Linked DNA regions of Mus musculus: region 1 is linked to region 2. Evidence: chromatin contacts called from public HiChIP or PLAC-seq data. All regions are on one chromosome and are shown on one strand. Each heading gives the region's core, a stretch centred on a gene start, on an enhancer-like site or on the middle of the called end of the contact. The rest is flanking DNA. Distances are from core to core; before and after follow the strand shown.

What was found. HiChIP or PLAC-seq counts read pairs in DNA pulled down with a chosen protein or histone mark.
Region 1: a contact with region 2 is called in an H3K27ac HiChIP or PLAC-seq map of trophoblast stem cells, with 9 times the contacts expected there. The contact joins the enhancer-like site here to the promoter of Slc24a3 in region 2. A contact is called at or near these places in 11 of 39 promoter capture datasets (the 3T3-L1 cell line, 3T3-L1-derived adipocytes, the HPC-7 cell line and 7 more), 3 of 15 datasets of contacts at CTCF or cohesin (embryonic stem cells, pro-B cells and stem cell-derived epiblast-like cells), 46 of 484 Hi-C or Micro-C datasets (the AtT-20 cell line, the C2C12 cell line, ECoMG myeloid progenitors and 28 more), 15 of 115 datasets of contacts at active chromatin or transcription factors (SST interneurons, craniofacial prominence, embryonic hindbrain and 8 more) and 2 of 9 other capture datasets (adipose tissue and liver).

The regions. Positions count from the first base shown.
Region 1 is chr2:145,451,921-145,459,302 of GRCm38.p6, forward strand. All of the region lies in intron 3 of Slc24a3 (solute carrier family 24 (sodium/potassium/calcium exchanger), member 3), which reads left to right. Among named protein-coding and RNA genes, the nearest start is that of Gm52528, 94 kb to the left of the region's middle. Within about 2 kb of position 5,696, at least 2 of the 459 cell types and tissues checked have an H3K27ac peak or open chromatin away from gene starts, as enhancers often do. A contact at or near this core is called in neural tube, where this site is marked.
Region 2 is chr2:145,165,041-145,172,729 of GRCm38.p6, forward strand. Slc24a3 (solute carrier family 24 (sodium/potassium/calcium exchanger), member 3) reads left to right here and starts at 2,735. Exons shown (of 17, transcript NM_001356497.1): 1 at 2,735-3,157. The coding sequence starts at 3,019.

The sequences.
Region 1 (7,382 bases), core at 4,446-6,945, 290 kb after region 2:
GCACATTTTGGGGCCAAGGTGCTGCTGGTCTTGAAGAGTGGACAAGGAATTCCTAAAGGAGACCTAGGAAGAGGAATGGGTATAATTTCAGACACAATAAGGAAACCGTATGGGTTGGATATTGGAAATGTGGGGATTCAGAACATCTGGAGGAAGCAGAACTGAAGGATATGCCTAGCAGTAAGCATACAGATGAGATGGTAGAGAGCTCATGAAACTCATGTTGAAGTTACCATGGTGACTTAGAGGTTGTACTAGAGGAAGTTGCTATCCATCTTCCAACCTATCAGCTCTATCTCCTTGCTTAGTGGCAGGGATCAGAGTAGACCTCTCTCCTGCAAGTTGAAAATGTTCCAGCATGGTCACAAAAAAAAAAAAAAAAGGCCCAAGGGCATGTGGGAGAGTTTCCTAGGAGTCCCAGATATAAAAAAAAAAAGATACCCCAGATCTACTGTGAACCTATCTGAAAGTACTAGAGCCTACTGTGCACCATTCCATGTCAGACAAGTCTTGTCTTCTACCAATGGGTCCCAGTAGGCATATCCTGTCACCTTAGCTGTTCTAGGGATAGGAATATATAAGAGTGTTCTTCTCATGAAGTTAACTGGTCACAATCATGGGTCTATGGCAAAGTAGCATGTACTTTTAGGTCTTCTTGTGAAACCCAATCATACCTATAATTACTTGTACCCAAACCCACACTGCCTATTGCGCTGTACCACAGGTGTTTGCTTTCTACACAATGTCTATAGTCTTTGGCCCAAGTTAGAACAGATCTGTGGATGCAGGTAAGACTAAAGACCCTACCCCCTACCCTACTCCCACACACACATACCAGAGCAAACTTTTAAATCTTAACTATCTGAGCTTGCTTCTATTGTTCTGTCCTGAAAATACTTCTCTTTCGTGTGTGATTTGTGGGACACAAGACAGCTCTTTTTGGCTCACTTGCTGAACACTGAAACTCCAATTTCCCCCTTGGATCTTTTTGGTTTAGAATACATAAACCCTGAGATTGCACTTCAAAAAGCATTTCTGTTTCTTCCAACTGTGTGTGTGTGTGTGTGCCTCCCCTGCAGGTGGGTGAATCCAGCATCTTTACAGTTTTAGTCAGCAGTGAATATCCCTAAGAGAGCACATGTGTCTTAGAAACCCTTTGTTATTCTATCTTCCCTAATGCTGAGGTGTTAGAAGTAGGATTTCCTGTGTCTGAGGAAATCTGTGTCCTTTGTGAACTCATTGAGTCTGCCCCAAATAGAGAGAGAAGCCTATGGATTATTTTCTAGGGCTATGATTGTTTGTGGTTTATAAATATCTGACAAATTTTTTGATAATTATCCCGCCTGACATGGAAAACTGAATATCTGGGATGATCAACCAAGCCAGGCATTATTTTTTTTTTCCTCCCAGGAAAGGGAGAAAAGCTGTAAAGAATCAATACTGGAGATTCTCAAAATGAATTTGGGAAACCATCTCTCTAAAGTGGATTAAACTCCTCTGCATACCTTGACAGCTTTCAAAAGTACCCTTTGTAAGTGTTAAGGCTCCATTCCCCCCTTTTAATGTAGCTCCTCTTTTCCCATGCACTGTTCTCTCTCTGTCTCTCTCTCTCTCTCTCTCTGTCTCTCTGTGTCTCTGTCTCTCTATCTCTGTCTCTCTTTCTCTCTCGCTGTGTGTGTATTTCTTTCCCTTTCCCCCTCTTCCCACCCAGTGTGTGTGTGTGTGTGTGTGTGTGTGTGTGTGTGTGTGAAGTATCACACATGGGAAAATGATTCTGTCCCTTGTTAAGGCAAGTTTTTATTAAGTGAGACTGAGAATGGGGTTGTAAACTCATCTAGCAGCCTGTACCTGGCAACTGGATTACCCAGGACAAAAACCTCAATGAGTGGGCTGTTGGAACTGCTCAGTGGTAAAGCAAGGTGCTGGGTGTGAGCCTAAGGGCTGTAAAACACAAGCAACCAAAAGGACACATCATTGAGAATGCTTCTCCTGAGTGTTTTCATCATCTAAACCTGGACATACTCCAGGAGTTTCATAAGAATCTCAGGGATGCCCAAAAAGGAATTCTCCTCCACTGAGCTGCTACGCTGTACACTAGTCAGTGCTGTCACCACTGTGACTAAATACCAGAGAGAAACAATTAGATGGCAATTTCAGGGGCTTAGATGGTCATAGTAAGGAAGGTAGGAGATGGAATGATGGGTCAGCTTATATCATGGTAGGAGAGAGGTGAGGGCAGAGATAGACAGATACTGGGAAACAGGGGCCCTTGTATAAGGCATACCTGCATTGATGAACATTTCCAGGTAGGCTCCACATCCCACAGCCTTCCAAAATAGTACCACTAGCTGGGAACCAAGTGTACAAAGACATGAACCTATGGAAGATATTTCATACTTAAATCTTAATTAGGAAACTGGTATCTGCACCCTCCCTGTTGGCCTCTCAAGATAGCAAAATGGATGTGTGGTCCCCCGAGGGGAAGGGTCTCTCCCCTTCTACCTTAGCCCATTCCATCCAGGAGTGGGAATCTTCTTGTCCTCATTCCAGTGATGATGGACACTCATCACTGGAGCTCATAAAAAAGGGTGTGGGTTGCATACAGAGCAGGCCATCCTGGAAGTCAATACAGGATCTTATGCTGGTCCATCAAGCCAAGACTTCTGCAGATGAAGGCCCTCCAGGAGTGGCAAGGGAGTCCATTGACATCACTCCTTTGTCATGCCCATGTGATGCTTCACGGGTTTGAGTCCAAAGGTGGTGGTCTCTACTGCCACATTCACCTGATGTCCACGTTTTGGTTTTTTTCTCCCTCCTTAAGCTCAGAAAGTTAATATTGTCTGCGCATCAGGGGAGCACACACTATATGAGTCCATCTCTGTTCTCGCTTATTCCTTCACTATCTTCTAAGTTGAAGAATGGGCTGGTTCCAACCTCAAGATTGTACTAGGACCTCACCTTGTTCCACAAAAGTGCAGAGGAAATCACTGTCAGTAGAAGGAGCCTCCAGGATAGATGTGATTGAATGTTATTGAATAATGGGAGGGAACACCCACATATGATCTACCTCTGATTTCACTCTCGTAGCTAGTTCCCTCCATGTTCAATGTTCTCACCCCAGCTTAGGTGACGTTCTTCTCATCTTCCCCATGAAACCTGTGTTCTTTCTGAAGATGTGTGACTCTGCTTCCATTAGGGCCTTGGCTTCCTGGTGTGTTCTTCTGACTGCCTGCCCTGATTGCTCCCACCCCCAGCACTAGTCACCTCTGCAGGCTTCCGTGGACCCAGCTCACTTTTTTCTCACCTGGCTATGATCACCAACCCACATAAATTTGCCTCTTCTAAGTCAGGTCACCAGCTCTTAATCAAGAAGCTTCCCTCCAGAAGCCTGGGAGATGAAGAGGATGTTTTAGCCCTACCCTACCCTCAGCTTCCTGCCAAATCAAATGAACAGATAGACTGAGCTTCATTCTTGAAGAAGCTGGAAGATGGAGGAGCCACTCAAGGGACTCTTGTCCCAACAAGAATAGCCTTATTCCTATCTTATACTTCCCCTTTTGTTTTGGGGGAAAGGAAACAACTTTGCTCTGGATGGCACTTGCCAAATACATGATGCTCTCAGTTATTTCTGCTGTTTATTTGAGTATCTGAAGGATGGTTTCCTGAAACGTGCTCCTCTGGGCCCAGATAGCTTTTGAGATGACATCAACCAGTAATCAGGGGGCAGAATAGCTGGGGTTGTAGCAGGTGGTAGAGATATCTCCTTTTTAATCCTCTAGTTCCCCTAGCACTTTAAGGGACTTATCAGAGCTCACATGTTTTCCCAAATCTATCATTTTGTTGTCCAGCAGAACTCTGGTGCAAAATCTGTGCTCTCTATGTTAGCCCCTGGCCACACATGGCTACTGAGCCCTCGAAGAATAGTAAATATGAGTGAGGCACTGGGTTTTTGTCTGTTTTACTTAGTTTTAGCTAGTATAAATGTGAAAACCCATATATGGTTAGATGTTACCCTGGACATCCTAAGCGTGAATTCTAATGCAGCATTGAGCCTCCCTTCCCAGGTTTTCTGCTTGACGTGGTAAGGTTAGATCTCTTCCTCACAAATAGGCTCTGCTTTCCTACTTGGTCCTTTCAAGGGAGAGTCATGAGCTTGATCATCCCAGGGGGGAGGGTCCAAAGGAGGTACCACTTAGCCATCAGGTTTACAGAAAACAGCATGTAAGGTACTAGAGAGACAGAAATAGGAGGTAGGAAATGTGTGGTATCAAATATTTAGTGTTTTGGAACATGTACCCTATGTCTCCTAGCACATGGTAGGTATTCTGTGAGGGTTAGCATCTTAGGTCTTCTCTTTTCCCCATGCCCTTTGGAAGGTGATAGAGCCTGTGTGGTATAACCTGTAACAGTGCATCTCCTGCCGTACAACAAGAGCAGGATCCATTCAGGCAAAGCTACTACGCCTATAAATGAAAGGACAGGTGTCAGCAGATCTCTCCACATAGGCCTTTCTTTCAAGCCTAGGCCTCAGAAGCAAGAGGTATTGCCATTTTCAGAGAAAGAGGTTAATTTTTAATTGACAAATAGTAATTAAGGGTATATATCTATGGGGCACTGTATAGTTGTAACACATTATGGAATGATCAAAAACTGGACTAGTTAATATAGCTGTCACTTTACACACTTAAATTCTCCTTGTGTTGAATACTAAAGTACAATTATTTAGGAGTTGTGTTTGTATCTCAGAAGTAAAATGTTTGCTTAGTGTACACAAGGCCCTGACTTCCACCCTCAGTACCACCAGAAGTATAAGTAAGCAAACCCATTTATTCAGCCTTTTAAAATTTTAATCATTATTAACCAAAAAGTACAAAAACACAAAATGGAAGTAGATGCTGTTCTGTAGAAGACCCTAAAGACTCCACCAGAAAACCCTGGAAAGCAGACGAATGAATTCTAAAGTTGCAGCTTACCAAAAATCAACCTGCAAAAAACGAGTAGCTTTTCTACACAGTAGCAACCAGCAATCCCAAAAGAAATGTAGAGCGCAGTTCTGTTTGTAGGACTAACAAACTACTTAGGAATTAATTTAGTCGGAGGGAGTTTTGAAACTGAAGAGAACCTGCGTGGTCTGGACAGAAAGGTTCCAGCCACAACTCACTCTCTGGACAGACATGTTTAGTTAAGGGATTCTGCCCTGGACGAGAAAAATGATTAAAACAGCCTGTGGAATTTGCTGTTTACTCTTGGAAAAGTGTTGAGCAGGGCCTCAATTTGTCAGCGTCAACACAGAGCTAACACTGGTGTCCAGAGGATTAGCGCAGAGGGCAAATTATAGTCCAGTGGCTCTCGTCATTCCCTCCCTCCCCTCCTTGCTCCTGAGTCTTAATTCAGCAGGCCCACTGGGCCTTTGTCTCCCCAGAGGCATGCTGGATGGTCCAGTCCCCAGACTCCCTGAGCTGATGGCAAAGCATGGTGATAAGAGATTGCACTTTCAATGAAGTCCACCTGAGTCTCAGTCCTAGCCTTTCTACTTACCAGCTGGGGATCGAGGACAAACTTTTTATTTGCCTTTGTAGACCCTCAGTTTCCGTGTCTGTCACTGGAGAGAGCTGTGACACTCACCTCCTTTGGCTGTGTTGGAGGGTACTTGCAGGTACCCTCCACAGTCTTACACTGGCTAGAACACGCCCCCTACCTGTAACTTCTAAGTACTGCTAGTTGAGTGTGCTCTCCAGATCACTAATTCCCATCACGTACCCCTGCAACTCTGAGCTTTTTCTGGTACCTAAATCCCAATCTTCTTGAATTCAGGACAGATTCTAAGTAAGTTCCAGAAAATCAGCAGCCCTGGAAGTAGCCCTTTCAAGCGGGCTTTGGTAGTAGATAAATATTTCATTTCCACCATGCCTCCGTTGGACTAAACATGCTACATGCTCTACCTTGTCTCCTCCCATGACCCAGAACAAGCTCTTGCCACCACCCCAATATCTCACGATCAGCCTTTACTATCACCCTCTTTTCCCAGACCAGCTTCCCAGCTCTCCAACTCCTACTTCCTGGGAACCCCACTCTTCTACCTCCCACCCCCACCCTCTACCCCCACCATTCAGTCATATATGTTGGAATTTTAGTGTCCTGCATCTGAGGCTCCAGGCCACTGGGTATGACCTACTATTTTTATGCAAATTACCACCCAACCACCCCCTCAGACCATAGGAAATACAGAAACTGACTATCCCACAATATGTCACTGGGGCTCCCCCTTTGGCTTCTAAGCATCATTAATAAAATAATTAAAAATGGACTCAAAAGGAAACTTGGGGGCAACTTTATTAAAGTTTGAGAGGAAAACACTAGTACAGGCTAGTGCAGGCTAAGCGAAAATTCTAGCAGCTACCAGGAGAGATAGAGAAAAAAGCCATGCCTTTAAAGTTAGCTATGAAATGGAAATAGAGACATCTCGCTAAGGAAAGCGAATGCCCTCCAGAATGGAAGTGGGCTAGTGGCTGAAGAGTGTGCCCCAAAGCCTCTGCTTTTCAGTGTATGGCCTTTCGGTGTTTTGGGGTTTTGTTTAATTTTGATTTGTGTTTTTTAAAACTATCCCCTCCCCTTGGCTCTTTGCTTTGTAATTCATGGACTTCTCTCACCTAGGTGATGCAAAGGTAAAGGGAAGACTTCCAATTCCCCTCTGCAAAGTGGCTTCTTCCATATATTAATCTTGATGTGGCTCTTCCCCAGCCCCACTCCTCTGTAGCTGGAGAAAGGAGTCTGCTGTAAAGTGATTTCTCTCTATGCTTCCACTCAGGTCCTGACCCCAAGGCAATACAAAACAAAAGCACTCAGAGAAGTAAACTTTGAGAGAGATACAGTTTTACCTTCATTTTCTGAGAGCCCAGGTGGAGGCAGGAGAGAGAAAATAAATGTCCCTGTTCACTCATTCTTCTTCTGCACTAAGGAGCCTGCACGACACTGCGATGCCCAACATTTACAAACAAAAAGCAGACACCTGTAGCATGGTAACTCATATCGTCTAACTGCTGTGTTGCTTGGTCTACCTGCTATCCACTGAAATGTTTTATATCTTGTCTACTATTGTTTAGGAAAGAAACTTGATCTCTCTGTCCTCCTGTGATACTGTGGCCAATCCTGACAGAAGTCATGCAATAGTTCTCTGTTGACCCCAGTGTATAGAAGTACTTTTTCCCACAGAAAAAATATGAGCACAAATGCTACACCAACAATGGAATACTTCCATCTGGACTTATATATTTCATCACTTAAAGAATTAGCCTTTAGCAGATATTCAAAAAAGTCACTATGAATAGAATAATCACATTCTGTAACCTATGAGAAAACACCCATGTGTGTTCCATGCTGTG
Region 2 (7,689 bases), core at 1,485-3,984:
CTCAGGAGCTGGGATCACAGACATGTATCCATACACTCAGTTTCCTGGGAAGGCTTTTGATTTTTGTTGTTGTTGGTAGTGCAATGGCAGGGCTGTGAAAGCAATAGAGTTGTTTCTATTTCCTACATGAACTCTGCACACAACTACCAAGTGAAGTGCTTATGGAAGTAAAAGCTCGGGCGGGGAGGGCAAGCCCTGCCTCCAGCCAACATGGAGACTCTATAAACACACCTGCTTCATTCTTGGAAGGGGAAAGAGCCCAGTGCCCCCAAGGGTCAAGCTCTGTTCTCCAAGCAAGCTCCTTCTAGGATAGAACTGTTGGTGTGGGATTTTCATCTTGAGCACACACTAGCTGTGAGACCAAGTGTGAAACTGACTAGGGAATAAAAGGCAGCAGCCATGTTGGAATTCGTGAACTTCCTGATACTGAAAGATCATAACCACGTTCTTCATTCTGGGTCCTGCTTCTTTCAAACATCTGTCTCCCAAACACAGAGTCAGACAGATAACATAAAAAAATAAATGGATAAATAAATAAATAAATAACAAACATCAAGGCTGTCTCCCCTCCTCTTTGGTTTTGATAGGGCACCAAGAGATTGCTCTATTCTATACTTACCTGATGGTAGGGATGGAGAAAGAGATAAAGGACCGCCCTGATCCCTGCAGAGATGCCTTCACCATAGGAATTAGTGAGCCTGTCTGAGCTAAGGTACTACTGTCAGGAGGGCATCAGAGATCCCCACCTTCTGCTCCCAGTGATGTCTGGCAGCTTCCAGAAGCTATCGATCTTGCTGGTGCTTTATCTCATTATCCCCTCTTACTCGGAGATTTCTCAAAACAAATATCAACTAGCAGAGTCCTTTCTTTGGGGCATGGGAGTCTACCCTGTCTTCCCGAGAATCATCAGTTTCTAGTCTTCCCTATTGTCCTCCCGTTTCCTTACACACATGCTCACCAACCCCCAGATCACACATTTCCTTCTGTCTATGATAGTTTCTACCCCACGATGAGTTAGTGTTCATTCCCCGACTCAGCATTTTCCAGATCCCCATCTCCCACCCACCTCCCTGCCTTCCACTAGAGACACTATATGAGTGTCTTTCCTAACAAGTCGAGATTACTCTGAATTCCTCAAGGGTCACCACTATCAAGAAGGCTTGATAGTGGTGACAGAATTGGAGAATTCTCCATGATGCTCCAATCTGGATGAACTTGAAGAGTTTGCGTTCCTCCTTTGTTACCTGGTGACCTAAGCAAAGACTCACCTAGCCATTGCAGGGAAGGTGCTCTGGATATGGGGCAGCCAACATAGGAGTGGGAGGGAATAAACACATGGAAAGCAAATTCTGCTCTTCAGCAGAAAACAAACCACCTGTGATCACTTTCCATGTCTCCAGATGTTGTCAGGGGACATCTGACACTATATGGGATGGAAGGTCACTCACAGTTGATCCTGTGGGTCCCTTGTGACCTGGGCAGGGAGAAGTCTCTATGGAGTTTCCCCACTTCCTCCCAACTCCCGAGGGCTAGATTGCTCAGGCCCAAGAGCCATCCAAACATATATCTGATTTCTAGGACCATCCTTTTGGAATAAGACTTAAGTTTAACCACCACTTGGAAACACATCTCTTCTTCCCTTCCTCTGGGGTCGTGTGTCTTCCATCCTGCAGGCAGGTACCTGGGATGAGGCTAGGGAAGTCCAAGCCCCTGGGAGTGAACCCCTGGGATCACTAGGTGCCCTTTTCAATGGTACTGCAGATAGGGGTGGGGATGTCAGCCTCTACATCTTTAATAGGCAGGGGCAGAAGAACTCGAATTAGGGAGTTGGGGCCTAGGGCTCTAATCTTGGGGGAGGGGTGGACTGATTGTCCTTGTAGAAGGCCAAGAGTCTCCCTCCTAGGGAACTTACTAGGGCCCCCTCAGGTTCAGCCACACACTGGACTTGCTTCAGCTCCTCAGAGAGCGAAATGTGAACCCTAGCCAGAGGGGGAAGCCAGGACAACCCTAATAAGCCAAACCCCCCCAGGAGGCCAGTTTCAGGACTTGAGCCTGGCTCACCGGGATCCCCACCAGGGGGCAGAGGGGAACCCCTGAGGCCAGCGGCAGGAGGCAGGACCAGTGGCTAGGAATTGGCCACCTAGCACACTCTAGACGCTCTAGCTTAAGGCAACGGATGGAAGAGGGCCAAGGAAATCCTTCTTTTCTCTGAAAGTTTCAGGCCAGTCCTCCTTGGTGGAGATCTGTCTATCCACATCCCGCCTAGCGGGCCTCCCCCACCGCACCGCCTCTTTCTCTGGGCACCAAAGGGTTGAAGGGCTGTGCACCGGGCTCCCTCCACAGCCCAGTCTCCTCCCTGCGCCCCCTCCCCGCGGTGCTGGCCAGCGACTCATAGCATCCCGGGCGCTGTCCCCCTCCCGTGCGCAGCCCCCCTGCCGCCGACCCACCGTGGGGTACGGGAAGCTGCGCTCACTCTAGCTGTTGGCGCGCTCCGGCCGCCGCTCGGCTCCGAGTCCCCCACCCACCCACCCCCGCGTGGACACTGGAGTGCGACCCCGAGCTGCACTCCCGCAGCCTGAGGTCAGGGCCTGCTTCGGGTGGCCAGCGGCCGGCCCTCCTCTCGCCGGTCCTTCCCCGCTCCTCCTCCACCGCCCCCGCCGCCCCCGCCTCCCGGCCGCCCCCGCCGCCGCCGCCCCAGGCCGAACGCGGGCGCGGAGCGTGGGAGCCATGGCGCGCGAGCAGGAGAGGGACCCCGAGCGCAGGGAGGCGGCGGTGCGGGCGAGCGGCGAGGAGGAGGAGGCGGCGGGGGAGGAGGGACTGAGCGATAGCGACGAGGGCGACGGCGTGGAGACCGGCAGCGGCCGGGAGGAGGGAAAGCAGGAGGCGGCGGCCGGGTGGGAACGCAGCGAGGACGCGCGGCTGCTGCGCGCAGGGCTGCCTCCTGCCGCCGTCCCCGCCGCGGCCGCCCGCGACCCGAGCGGACGCCGCCCGCCAGGGACGCCGCCCGGCTGTCCGAGGATGCCGCCGCCGGGCGACCAGGACTGCGCGCGCCGCCGCAGCCGCCGCCGGCGGAGGGACCTTCTGCTGAGCCAGCTTTGCTTCCTGGCCTCGGTGGCGCTGCTGCTCTGGTCGCTGTCGAGCCTGCGAGAGCAGAAGGGTGAGTGCTCGCCGCCTGCCCCGAGTGGGCGCTGCGGCTCCAGCAGTTCGGGCTCTCGGGGCTCGGTGCCCGGCGAGCTGCGCTGGGTCCAGCCACACCGAACAGGCACGGGGACACTCCGGTCTCTTGCGGGGCTAGGGAGGAAGGGGTCTGGGCTCTAGGACTGCAGCGGTGGAGGAGTGACCCCTTGGGCACCAAGAAGACCTTTTCCTCTTGCCTTCTGCCCCTTTCCCACAGCCTGGCTGGTAGTGGCGGCGGTGACAGGGAGGGACCCTTTCACTACCAAGGCTAGTAATAAAGTTGTTCTGACAGCAATCAGTACCTGTGCAGGTAACCAACCACCTGTACTCCTGGCTTACTGAGGGAATGCAGGGTAGGCTGACCAGCTCACAGCCGGTTCTCCACGTGTTCTCCACACAGAACAGGTGGGGTGGGCAGTGGAGAATGCTCCTTGCCATCTTTGCGATCCAAGAACAGGTGCTGGGAACTTACTTCCGTTAGGAGAAAGTGATAGCTACCAGTCAGGGTTTAGGAATGGGCATGCTCCCTTAAAGGGTTGCTCAGCAGGAACACATGGATTCATTTCTCAAGGCTGGCTTGCTTCCTTTCACCGACTTGATGCTGGGGGCGGACCACTCTATGCTGCCCACTTTTTCCTTGGTGCTTTGGCTGGTGGTGCATACACACGTGTACACACTTGTACACACACACACACACACACACACACACACGATAGTTTGGTTTTATCTTTGCCCTTGGCTTTTTTTGGAGCTAAAATAGACATTGGGGAGAAATGTGCTCAAAACAGTTGTCCATTGGAAACAATTTGGACTCTGGGGTGCAGCTGTGTAAGAAAAAGAAACAAAACAACCTCACAGAAAGGAAAGACTTGAAAGAATAACGGTCGTAAAATGATTTCTTATCCTGGCTTTTCGAATATCAGGGTTTGTGGGGAAGCAGACAAATAAATGATTGTGGGGTAAAACAGTTACAGCTATGTGCTGTACTGTTAAGATAGGCACAGTTCTAATACGTGGTGCTTTGAAGCACACAATAAAAGCATTTTGATAGCGATGGTGACATTTTAAAAGGTGCCATCAATCAAGAAAGGGTTTTCCCTCACCATGGCTGGTGTGGTGCCTCATGGTGAAACTCAGGGGTCATTCTGAACTTAGCAGATCTCTCTACGGACTTCATCATATATGGTAATAGGAGAGAAGCGGGCCTGGTCTTCAGCAAAACCCTTAGACTCCATGACTCTCTCTATTGCTTTTGAATCTCTGATTTTCTGGCCCTGGGTACTGACATGAGGGAGGTGGGCTGTACTATTTGAATGAAGTGAGACTTTTTTCCAAGGGAAGATTCAGACCTGCTAAGTAGTATGCACTGACTGTCCCGAAGAGGGTGAGTGGAAGCCAGCAGATAGTTTATGCTTCCGTTGGCAAGAGTTATTCCAAATCACTTGGTGGCCGTTTCTCTACAGGTTGGAGCCTGTGAGTAACAGGCTTCCCAGCACTTTGCAGGGCATAAAAGACATTTGTCCTGGATGTTGAATGTGATCCATAGGATTAAGTGGATCAATTGCAGGGGTTTCCGTTCCTGCTACCACCAGATGCTGGAATATCTGGGCTGATAAGGCATCACACACTGTGAACTTAGAATCTGATGACTACTCTTCCCTTTTGAGATAGTTTTCCTGACATTTCTCTCCAGGTGTTACTGACTCAGACATCATTCCATAGCATGCCCCCATCTCATTCCTTCTCTTGTTTATCTTTCTCTTCTCTTTCTCACTTCTCTAGCCTGTCTGCTAATGTCCAGTTTATGAACACTTCCATGCATAGCAAGAAGACTTAGTTGGGAAAAACCCAACAATGCTAATGACCTTGCTACGCAGGCTCTGTTTACAGCCCCCACCCCCAACTCTATGACTTGCTAGTCTTAATTCGGTCTCTAGTCACCTTTTCTTGCATTAGATACTGATGTTTTCAATAGGTGAAGCACAGCCGTGTTGGAGCAGCAAGACACAGTCTTCTTTCGAGATAATTTTAAACAGATTATTTACCACATAGAGATCTTCCAATGATATTTTTGCCTAGGGAATTGCCATTTAGTATTATAAACATCAGGGCAGAGACTCTTATCCTGAAATTTGGGGGGGGGGCATTCTACATACTATCCTTGTGTCATTGGCAAAGGGTTCAAAATTCACCTCATTTTAAAGATACTGGGACTCACAAAAGGTGACTGAGTGAAGTCATATAGGAAGTGAGGTGTGGAGGTATAAACCAACCTTAGGTGACCTTTGTTCTCAGCTCTGTTTCTTGCTTCAGGGTGCAAGACTGTGGTGTTCATATGGTCATGGGGGGGGTACCTTCCTAATAACCAAAGGTAATTTTTATGTTTAAAGGCATGTGGTAATTATTAAAGATAACCAGATATCTTCTCAGAGGCTTGTTTCCCATGATTCCCACCCCCACCTTGTTCTTTTTCTTTCTTATAAAAAGGGTGGTTAGTTCTTTTTATAAGAAAGTCCAAATAGAGGTGTATGGCAGTTATGTTACATAATGTCTAACATTTCTAATCATGGAATTTAGGATCTCTTTCTTAATTTCTAAGTAAATCCAGATTTGGTTATATACTAAAAAGTTTGCTTCTGTTTTGCAAAGCTCTGTATTTGGTTAGAAGTATAGAAAAGAATCTATACTGTTTTTGTTTTCTCCTTCTGTGTAGCTAGGACATGAGGATTGTTTAATTTAGGTCAGGAAGAGTTAGTGCTGGAATGAGGAGAATTCTTAATTCTAACTACAACAAAAGCAATAATAATGATAACAACTACAGTTTGGGCATCCCAAGTGCCAGGCCCTGTGCCAAGCACACTTTCTGTGCATTTACCTCGCTGGCAAACACTGTCTTCAGTGCTGAGAGCCTGCAGCAGGGGACACACAAAACCCAGGTGCCCTATTTAGTGGTTGCCAATGAAGATCTCCTTTTTGATCTCTGTGTTCAAAGCCAATTTAAATAAGGTGTTAGATTTGCTAATGAAGTTTTCATTTATTCTTGCAATGAGAACAGATTACTTTTATATGTATTGAGTGGCTTAGAAGTGTTTCACTTTTCTTGATACATGGTCATCTTTCTCCAGGAGTAGGGGTTAAAAAAAAAATCTCACACATACACACAAACACTTTTGTGCGTATCTCTAGGAAGTTCTAAGAGGTGTAACTAAGAAAAAACATATATTTGAACACACACACAAATACATACATCTGTGTGTACACATGTGTGTATGTGTGTGTGTATGACACATGGATATATATTTTATATGTCCATTATTATGGCTATCTAACAAATGAGCTCCAACCTTGACTCCAAACAGCTGTTCACCTTTCCTGCTCATGGATAATTGGCTCAGGAGTTTGGATGGGCAAGTTCCAGATGGCTTTTCTCTACTCCATTATGTCACAGGCCACGGCTGTGAAAACTGCAAGTCTGAGCCACCCGATTTGACAGTCAGCTCTGGAATCATCCCAGAGGACATCACACCCATGGATAAGGGCTGATGTGGATGTTGACACAGACCAACCCATGGCCTTTCCATGGGGCTCAGCTTGAACTTCCTCAGAGCATGGCAGCCAGGTTCTAAGACAGCACTCCTGAAAACAAGATGGAAGGGCTTAAATTTTAGGCTCTGGCTTCAGAAGTCACAGAGTGCTGTTGCCATGGTGGTCTTCTGCTGGTCGAGGCAGAAACAATGCCAGCCAGGTTGAAACAGTGGGGACATAGAGTCTCTGCTTTCTCAGTATAATGGGAGATACGATGATTGATGTATTTGGAAACATCTGGAGATCTGAAGGGATTGTAACTTAGGAGTGAGTGAAGGCATGGCCCAAAGTGGCCAGTGGTTGAATAAAGGAAGTATATAATATGCATTTGCATGCAGATATTTGCATATACACCCATGTGAATATATACTGTAAATTCATGCACATGTGCAATATCTTTGAAATGTTCTCCAATCATGAAATTTAATTGCTGTTCATCTTATTTGATATGGAGATGGGAGGTAACTACTGATGAAGGAGCTACTATAGGGTTTCGAACTGCAAACCCGAGAGTCCGTCTTTGCTTCCATGGACTCTTACTCATCAGAGGGCTTGGGGTGCAGCCTGCAGACCCCTAGCTCAATAGCCCCTCCCTTGGACTTCCCTTTTCTGATTTTACTTGACTTTTTCTGTTACTTCCCAAGGATGTGACCTTTCTGGTCCCAGATTTCTCCCATGCGCAGGTCCACTGTACTGCTGTGTCCACCACAACTAACTAATCCTTCAATTCTGCAGTTACTTAATCCTTCATGGCCAGGCCAAGGTCCTCTGGACTATATTAGACTCCCCACAGCGTCCTCTGGAAACACTGCTTTCTGTTGACTGTATTTATCAAAGTCGGCAGCTATCTATTTATTTGGTCAGTGTTTGAGTAACATTCCTGCTCACTGGATTCTGAGCTCCGGGAGGTCGGAGACCCTGTGATCT